Regions from separate parts of the Bos taurus genome. Here region 2 is linked to region 1. The links are chromatin contacts, called in public Hi-C maps. All regions are on one chromosome and are shown on one strand. Each heading gives the region's core, a stretch centred on a gene start, on an enhancer-like site or on the middle of the called end of the contact. The rest is flanking DNA. Distances are from core to core; before and after follow the strand shown. Region 1 holds the start of CD40 (CD40 molecule). Region 2 holds the start of SLC35C2 (solute carrier family 35 member C2).

Evidence for each region. A called contact is a pair of places that touch in the nucleus more often than the background predicts.
Region 2: a Hi-C map of skeletal muscle shows a contact between it and region 1, with 3 times the contacts expected there. The contact joins the promoter of SLC35C2 here to the promoter of CD40 in region 1. A contact is called at or near these places in 2 of 11 Hi-C or Micro-C datasets (blastocyst and skeletal muscle).

Annotation. Positions count from the first base shown.
Region 1 is chr13:74,839,408-74,844,311 of ARS-UCD2.0, forward strand. It overlaps CD40 (CD40 molecule), which reads left to right and starts at 3,011. Exons shown (of 9, transcript NM_001105611.2): 1 at 3,011-3,107. The coding sequence starts at 3,057.
Region 2 is chr13:75,086,128-75,091,031 of ARS-UCD2.0, forward strand. SLC35C2 (solute carrier family 35 member C2) reads right to left here and starts at 2,991. Exons shown (of 9, transcript NM_001046174.1): 1 at 2,957-2,991; 2 at 255-607. The coding sequence starts at 374.

The DNA.
Region 1 (4,904 bases), core at 1,761-4,260:
CTCTGGGCCCATGCCTGCCAGCCCATGTCTCCTCGGGATATGCATATACTAAAATATCTTCTCTTTATCTCATCTGGTCTTCGCCCCATGGGGCCACCCGGAGGCTACTATTTATTCTTTCACACATTAATTTAAGCTGCTTTAATTGCTGCTATGATATGTTTTATATAATATAATTAATGTTTAATCCTGTGTACTTGCTTCCCAAGGCAGTTTTGTGAAGGGCCCAATTTTAGAATCAAGCAAATAAAGAATAAGTAATGGCTTAAGTTATTATAGTAACGCCCCCCTCCACCGCCCCCCTAGGAATGAAAATGGTGCTTGTGTTTTTCAAAGTGGGTTAAAAAGGGAAAAGATATTTTAATGTTGTCTCTATCCCAGGCATGCTTGTGTGACTTTCATGAAATTCCTTGGTCTCTGATTTCAAGTGTTCTGGGACTACGGGTATCAACTTGAGGTCTGTGTTGAAACTACCAGCTTAGTACCTCCTTTCTGACGGAGACTGTGCTTAGAATAAGAAGTTATTGAACCTACTCACTTATTTATTCATTCAGCAAATGTGTTGGTGCCCAGGACTGGGACAGATTCAGTCCTGCCCTCAAAGAGCTCACCATCAAATGGGGCCAGGCATATGGGTTGAGAATTCAGCATATTAATGCTGTGGGAACATGGGAGCAGGGGCGAAGGTGGGGTGCAGTATCTACTTCTGTCTCAGGGAGTTAAGAGGAGGTTTATCTAAAGAGAAGGTAAAATTTAAACTCATTCGAGGAAGGAGAAGGAAGGAGGAAAACAGCAAGACAGAAGAAAAAAACGACTGTGCCTTTGGAAAGTGAGGAAAAGGCGAGGATGCTTGAAGCCAGCATGCATGGTAGGACACGGCAGGGTGTGAACGTGGGAAAAGAGGGTGGGGCTGAGTGGAGACTCAGCTGCACCAGGAGAAGGAGTTTGGACCATCCTCAGATGAGAGTCCCTTGTTCAGGAAGGAGATCAAACCAGTCAATACTAAATGAAATCAACCCTGAACATATATTGGAAGGATTGATGCTGAAGCTGAAGCTCCAATACTTTGGCCACTTGATGTGAAAAGCCGATGCTGGAAAAGACAAAGGAGGCAAAGGAGAAGGGGTGACAGAGGATGAGATGATCAGATAGTATCACCGACTTAATGGACATGAATTTGAGCAAACTCTGGAAGATAGTGGAGGACAGAGGAACCTGGTGTGCTACAGTCCATGGGGTTGCAGAGAGTTGGACAAGACTCAGTGACTGAACAACAACAACAGGGTCTCAGTTCAGTTCAGTCGCTCAGTCGTGTCCGACTCTTTTTGACCCCATGAATCGCAGCACGCCAGGCCTCCCTGTCCATCACCAACTCCCGGAGTTCACTCAGACTCACGTCCATCGAGTCAGTGATGCCATCCAGCCATCTCATCCTCTGTCGTCCCCTTCTCCTCCTGCCCCCAATCCCTTCCAGCATCAGAGTCTTTTCCAGTAAGTCAACTCTTCGCATGAGGTGGCCAAAGTACTGGAGTTTCAGCTTCAGCAACATTCCTTCCAAAGAAATCCCAGGGCTGATCTCCTTCAGAATGGACTGGTTGGATCTCCTTGCAGTCCAAGGGACTCTCAAGAGTCTTCTCCAAGGGTACAGAGCAGCGCAAAAAGGTTTTTAAGCAGTGAAGTGCCCCCATCAGACCAGATCCTACAAACAGAATTGCAACAATGTGCACAGTGAGAGAGAGATAGGGCTCAGAATTACCTGGAACATAGCAGAGACTCAACAAATACTTAACTGTATGAGTGAGGCTGTTGTGACAGTCCAGGTGAAAGATGCCGAGCCTCTGAATTAAAGTTGTGGCAGAGGGGATAGAAGAGAGGGAATGGATCCTGAAGGTAGAATCTACAGGTCTGCAAATGTGCCCTTTGCAGCAGAAGCCAGGAGAATGGGGTTAGCAGCTCTCTCCCGTCCTCTCTGCTCTGTGCAGTTTGGCCTTTTGACCCTGCCCAGAAACTCAGAGCTTGGAGAGTCATCACCCCAAACACCCTCTAGTTCAAGCTCCTTAGGTTTCACTGAAGCACACCGAGGCTCAAGGACACCCAGCCCATCAGAAGCAGAGCCTAGGCCAGAACCCAGGTGTTCCCTGCTGCAGAGCAGAGTGTTAATACTGGTTCAGGAAAGGCTTGGAGGGTCTGAACTGGGGAAATAATCGCTACAAGGACGTGTGCTTCTGCAGAACTAGGGGGTCTCCAGTCTCCTAAGATTCTCAAGGGGTCCTGCGAGCCCACGAAAGACTGGTCTAGTCTAAGTGCCTGTTTTCACGTAGCGGAAAGGAACTGGAATGGAATAGAGTCTGGTGGGGACTGCACGCATGGATGGATGGATGGGATGGGGGAGGGGGCGCGCTGGGACGCAGCGCCCACGCGAGGGAATTTCCTTTGAAAGAGAGCGAAACTGTACGTTGGGAAACTCTTTTCCTTGAAAGGCCCCCCTCCCCCAACCCTCCTTCCACTACCCAGCCGTGGCCTTCCCGTTTTCTGGGAACTTCCTTAGGCCTCTCCATCCGCGGCGTTCGACACTTTCGGTTCCGCCGGGATTGCCGGAGGCGGCGGGGAAGAACGGGGCAGGGTGGGGGAGTCTTCTCAACACCCATAGGGATCTCTTTCCACTCCCTTCGCCTCTCTCCCAACTCCTCATCCCCATCCCCAGAAAGCGGCTGCCTCCCTCCTGCTCGGCCTTTGTAGTCCTAGGGTGCGCGGGGGGGTGGGGGGGTCCCATGAAGAGCTCTCCTTGGAACCACGCTTTCCCCTCTTCTCCCCGCTTCCTTCCCCAAAGCGCGTCCCTAAACTCCTTGGGGAATTAGACTCCCCGGGAATGTCCTGGGGGAAATCCCAGGGAGGTGTGTCTCCGGGAGCTCCGCCCCTCCGCTAGCGAGGCTGGCTGCGATTGGTCCCCGAAGACCCCGCTTCTTTCCTGGGCGGGCTCCCGGGCCAGGACAGGGGAACTGGAAGCGGCCAAGTCCCGGCGCGCTCTCCTCCGGCCGCCGGGTTCTCACCTCGCCATGGTTCGTTTGCCACTGCAGTGTCTCTTCTGGGGCTTCTTTCTGACCGCCGTAAGTTGAAATTCCGTTCCGACCAGAGGCGGGAATTTGAGATTAGAGAGTAGGGAATGGGAAGAGAAGCGATACTTCGGGCAGGGAACCTTCTGAGCTGATTTTGGGAAGCTGGGTAGGGTACCCGGGGTCATGGCTGAATGAGATGGACTGTTTCTCTCTCCTCCCGGGCAGGGGTGGGGGTCCAGGTGGCCCACAGAGGGCGCCTAGTGGGGTCGCCGCAGGAAACGCCTAGGCAGCGCAGATGAGGTTGGGGGTTTCGGCAGCCTTAAGCCTTTATCTGGTCAAAAAACTGTAGAGTCTGGGTCTGCCTCGAAGGCTGGCCCCAAAGAGACGGTGAGGGGTTTCAGAAGTGAGAAGGGAGGCCAGCCAAGGGAAGGGGCGGGTCTAGCCGGTTTCCTGTCTCTTTCCCAATGTGGATAGATGCCAGCCTCTGTGAGTGGTTATCACCTCCTTGCCAGCTGGGGTGGCCTTCTTCCAGGACATCTTGCGGGAGCAAGGGATGAGGGCAGTGGCCCAGGTGCTTCTCTGAGAAGGCAAGGAGCTTTTAACGTTCCCACTCCAGAACCAAATCCTGGTGATCCTCCCCAACCCCCAACATAGGAGGAATACCCAAGGCTGTGTCCCTGCCTCCTGAATTTAAGATGACATAGGGGACTCTCGGGGGAACTGAACAGTTCATGGGACCATGAAAGGGCTGGGAGACCAGCAGGGGTTTCTCCAGGTACCCCAGAAGGGCTCAGATATGCCCAACCAAGCATATCTCCGGGATTTTCAGAGTTCCACACTTGACTCGCTTCTAGTTTAAATGTATTTTTGTAGTTCCTCATTCTGGAGGCTGGGAATCCCCCAAGTACCTGACACTGTCATCCCCACCCCTCTGGTCTCCCCCTAAATTTCAAGGGCTGTACTTTCTGGCATGAAGGCAGGGCAGGAATGACCCATGAAGTAGGGGGTCGGCAGCAAGGGGAGAGATGCTGTGGGGAAGCTGCTCTGGCCCCAGCACTTTCATTTTCACTGTAAGCAATGGCTCTTAGGGAGTAAGGAGGCAGGAAGGGGGCTCTTGGAGGAGAAGTGGAGGAAAAGCCAGTGGGGATAGGGTGAAAGGTGGTCTGAGCTTCTCAAGAGCAAAGTCCCAGTTTTAGCTCCAGGTGGAGACTAGGCTGTGACAACAATATCTGAGGTTATTTACTGAGAGTTTCCTGTGTGTCAGGCTCTGAGCCAAATACTTTACATGCATTCTTGGTCTGATTTCTTCCAACTCCCCCATTATACAGATGAGCAAACTGAGGCTCAGAGAGAGAAAATGGCTTGCCGCAATCCACTTAGCTAGATGGAACCTGCTGATAAATGTACATCTGCCTGATTTCTGAGCCAGCCTCTCAGATGGTGAGAGTTTCCAAGCCTTGGTCCTGAGCTACCGCATGTCAGAAGGCTTGAAACTATGACGTGGGAACTGGGGATTCGACACATTTTCAGAGGAGGGGCTATATTTCTCATATGTTTGAAAATGGCATAGAGGACTTTTATTGCTCTGGGAGTGTGGGGGGAAGGTCCATGGGCTTGTGGGGAGAACGTTCACGGGATGGTGTGTTGTGATGTGATGGCGGGAGCAGTGACCTTTGCTGTTTCCTTCCCTGCTTGGGATAAGATACACTTCTGTAAGTAATTCACCACCCTCCCCCCACCCCTACCGGCCCTGAGTTGAATGAGAAGCACCAATTAGGTAGGTTCCTGGTAGCCAGGGTGCTGGGCAACCCAGCAGATACTTATGTATGTATGATAATTAAAAGTGCC
Region 2 (4,904 bases), core at 1,741-4,240, 250 kb after region 1:
CCCACTCCTGCTGGCCTGGCTGCGGGTTCAGGGGCCTCTGCAGTGTTTGAGGGGCCCTCTGACCCCCCGCGTTTGCTCTGGCTCACTCCCCAGTCTCCCCCTTTCCTGATGCCCCTCCATCCCGGTATTTCTGGGGACTCCCCAGCGAGGCCCTGTCCCCCCACTGGTGTGGACTGGCTCCCAGGCTGGCTGGCTGAAGCCCTGGCTGAAGCCAGGCTGCTAAATATTAGGGGGCGCCGCAGCCCCCCGTGTACCTTGGTCAGCCACTTGTTGTAGAAGGTGATGCCGATGGAGAAGCAGTAGTACAGCAGCACGAGCCCCAGGGTCAGCACCGCCCTCCACACGAAGGCCACGTCGGGGGCACACCTCCCCATCCGCAGACGCTGGCCGGCAGGGGCAGCAACCACCTCTCGGGAAGACGCCCCTCAGGAAGGGCCGGTCGGGCTGGGCCTGCGACTTTCAGCAAGCACGCCTCCTGGCTGCCGCTTCCATGATCTGGAATCGTCCAGGGAGCCCCAGGTGCCGTCCTCACCTTCGGGGCTGGTGGACCGAGCTGACCCTCTCCATGATCACGGTGGACGCGGCTCGCTGGACCCCAGAGCTGAGACTAGAAAGAGGAAAAGGGCCACGCCGGTTGGCTGGGGCAGGGAGCGGGTGACCCAACACGGCCACCCCGGCCCTGGCCTGCAGGGAGCAGGGGCTGCCCAGGCCACGGGACTCCCCACAACCTGTCACCTCCACTCTCCTGTCACCTCGAGCTCTTCTCCGTGAATTCGCACCAAAGTGACCTTTTAAAAATGCAAATGTGATCATGTCAGAGCAGCTGCAGCCCTTCAGCAGCTGCCAGGGCTCTTACAGCAAGACCAAGACCCTCCCCTGGCTAAGGAGGCCTGCCCGTCTCACCCAGGGCCTGCTTTTCCCTAGGCACATCAGGCTCTTCCCTGCTGCCACAGGGAGCCGAATGCTCTGCATGCCCTGCATTCCCTCCTCTGCGGTTCTACTGATCATCAGCTCGGATGGCTCTTCCTGGGGGAGCGCTGCCCCCACAGGCCCCGAGACATGGCTGCTCCCCCACTCCTCCGTCATCACACGTGTGCCAGGCCTGAGAGCCGGCTGTGTGCCCCATCATTGGGCGGTGAGCCTCAGGCACACAGGAGGCGTGGTGTTCATGACAGCTTATAGCTGCCTGGCACTCTGTGTTCCCTATGTGGTTCGATGAGAGAGGGCACGTAATTTTCAGGGGACAATCTGGTCTTCGAGGCATTGAAAATGAACCAGAAAACTAATGCCTCCTGTGCCTTAGCCTCTAACAACTACTTCCAAAGAGGCGATGCCTGCCTTCAAGTCTCAGCCAAAGAAAACCAATGAAACCAAGCCCTGCCGCCTTATCAATCCAGCCAAGTCTAATGAGCGTCCAGAGCTGGCAGGTTGGGGAGGGGGAAGACCAGGTGGACCCGGGTCAAGTGTGACCCACCTGCAGCCCCATCTGTGTGTCTCTCCTTCCCCACGCTCCTCTCTGCTGAAATGCCACCTCCTTCTGGAAGCCTTCCGATCTGACATATCTTACCTCCCCCACCCCCAGTCCTTTCCAAAAGGAAAGCACTCAGTTCTGTACTCTGGAGCCTGGCTTACTGTGTCCCCTGCCCCTTGTGGGAACTGGTGCAAGGCCCGAAGGACATCAGAGGCTGTGGTTCTCTTCGGGAAATTCTGGAAACCTGTGCTCCCCGCGTCAGACTCCTTCACGTGGCCAGAGTGGAGCATGTGGGCACCAAACCCACCTCTGACAGAACTCCAGGCCCACGCTCCTTCCTCTGTACCAAGGCTGCCCAACTGTGGCGTTAGTGCTATTTGGGGCTAGATAATCCTTGGCTGGGAGAAACCCTGTCTGTGCACGGGAGGATGTTTAGCTGCATCCCTGGTCGTTATGCACAAGAGGCCTGGAGCATCCCTTTCCCGCAAGTTGGGACGACCAATAATGTCTCCAGATGTTGCCAACTGTTAACGTGGGGCGGGGGCGGGGGGGCTGCTGGTACTAGGCGAGCTATCTCTTGGCACTCCCTCTCCATGGTTTGCCCTGGGCTCCCACATGAGGACGGTCAGCACCCTGCTGGGAATTGTCTTCTTACATCTTCTGGCTTCTGGAGTGGTTCCGGCTCCAACACTGCCATGTACGCGCTCCCTCCACTATTCAAATCCTGCCCTTCTTTCAAGGAGCCAGCCCAGGCCCGCCACCTTCGGGAAGTCCCCGTGAGGATCCCAGCCCACAGGGAGCACCTTTTCGAAAGTTAACGAGGCCCCTCACTGGTGTTCCTGCTTCCAATTCCTCCTACAGCCTGGAGGCAGCCATCCAGCCGCAGAGGTGGCCTGAGCACAGAAAGCAGACCAGGCCCTCATAGGGTTAATCCCAACTCCTCAGCAGACCCGAGGGGAAGGCCTCCCAGCCTCCGGCCTCTGCCAGCTTCTGCAACCTCATCTTCTCCTCCCCACCCCGCACCCGCCACGCTGGCCCCTGGCCATTTGTCCAACACATCAGGTCCGTGTCCTTCTTTGTATTCGCGGCCGCGGATCTTTGCTTGGCTGAACATCTCGGGGCCTGGGGCGGGGTAGGGGTGTGGGGAGCGGGGCCTCTAATCCTGGTGGCACCTCCCACTACCTGACGTTTCCTTGTTTGTCCACGTGTTTACCACCCACCCATGACTCCCACCCCACGGCGGGATGCGGCCTCTCCAAGTGCTGGGCCGGGTCAGCGCGATGCCCGCCTGGGTCCCGGCGCGGGGAAAGAGCGCGGAGGCCCAGGCCCCTCCACGATCGCGATACCGAGGCCCGGGAAGAGCAGGACCCCGATGGGCCCCGCGGCAGCGGCGCGCGGCGCCGAGCCTGGACCCCGCTTGCAGCCCCGCCCGGGTCCCCCTCCAACCCCGGGAGCGCGCGGAAGGCCCGCCGCGCGCCCACTCACCTCGCCCTGACGGCGCTGCAGGCCCGGATCCTCCTGCCGGAAATGCGAGGCCCACCGCCGCCGCTAGGGGGCGCTTCTGCCGGAAGCCGCTGGGGGTGGGGCCGGGGCTAGGGGCGGAGCGTGTCGGGGGCGGGGTCGTGTTGGGCGGGGCTGGGCGGTATCGGGGGCCGGTCCTCTCGTGCGGTCTGCGAAATCGCGTGCTGTGCGCCTTGGCTCCCCAGGGACCCGGCCTGAGCATTCCCCTTGGTTGTGTCTCCTGTGATCAACCGAGGTCCTGGTCAACCAAGGTGCGTGCGGAGAAGGCAATGGCACCCCACTCCAGTACTTTTGCCTAGAAAATCCCATGGGCGGAGGAGCCTGGTAGGCTGCAGTCCATGGGGTCGCTAGAGTCGGACACGACTGAGCGACTTCACTTTGACTTTTCACTTTCATGCACTGGAGAAGGAAATGGCAACCCACTCCAGTGTTCTTGCCTGGAGAATCCCAGGGACGGGGGAGGCTGGTGGGCTGCTGTCTATGGGGTCGCACAGAGTCGGACACGACTGAAGCGACTTAGCAGCAGCTGCAACCCAGTGCTGGGCAACCATGGAAACACTTGGATCTCTCCTGGGCTTTTTCCTATGGGAAAAAGCTAGCTAGGGAGTGATGTCGGAGGCATCAGGTTTCAGGACTTAGAAGATCCGTTCAGTTCAGTTCAGTTCAGTCACTCAGTCGTGTCCGACTCTTTGCAACCCCATGAATTGCAGCATGCCAGGCCTCCCTGTCCATCACCAACTCCTGGAGTTCACTCAGACTCACGTCCATCGAGTCAGTGATGCCATCCAGCCATCTCATCCTCTGTCGTCTCCTTTTCCTCCTGCCCCCAATCCCTCCCAGCCTCAGAGTCTTTTCCAATGAGTCAACTCTTCACATGAGGTGGCCAAAGTACTGGAGTTTCAGCTTTAGCATCACTCCTTCCAAAGAAATCCCAGGGCTGATCTACTTCAGAATGGACTGGTTGGATCTCCTTGCAGTCCAAGGGACTCTCAAGAGTCCTCTCCAACACCACAGTTCAAAAGCATCAATTCTTCGGTGCTCAGCCTTCTTCACAGTCCAACTCTCATATCCATACATGACCACTGGAAAAACCATAGCCTTGACTAGACGGACCTTGGTTGGCAAAGTAATGTCTCTGCTTTTGAATATGCTATCTAGGTTGGTCATAACTTCCCTTCCAAGGAGTAAATGTCTTTTAATTTCATGGCTGCAATCACCATCTACAGTGATTTTGGAGCCCCCCAAAATAAAGTCTGACACTGTTTCCACTGTTTCCCCATCTATTTCCCATGAAGTGATGGCACCAGATGCCATGATCTTCGTTTTCTGAATGTTGAGCTTTAAGCCAACTTTTTCACTCCCCTCTTTCACTTTAATTAAGAGGCTTTTTAGTTCCTCTTCAGTTTCTGCCATAAGGGTAGTGTCATCTGCATATCTGAGGTTATTGATATTTCTCCCGGCAACCTTGATTCCAGCTTGTGCTTCTTCCAGCTCAGCGTTTCTCATGATGTATTCTGCATGTTTTAAATAAGCAAGGTGACAATATACAGCCTTGACGTACTCCTTTTCCTATTTGGAACCAGTCTGTTGTTCCATGTCCAGTTCTAACTGTTGCTTCCTGATCTGCATATAGGTTTCTCAAGAAGCAGGTCAGGTGGTCCATCTTGGGAGGGAACAAATAGTAAACATTGGTGAGACATTTTGAGTGCCTGAAAATTTTATGAGCATGGTCTCAACTTCAGGAAGTTGAGTAAGTGAGAACATCCCAGGCAGGAGAAACAGGCGAGGAGAAGGCTGGAATCTGGCTTGGGACCCACTTGTTTACAAGAAGTTGACAAAAACTATGCGTTAGAAAAGTAGGCAAAAGGCAGGTTGCAGTAGGCCCCAAAACGCCAACTGAGGAGTTGAAATC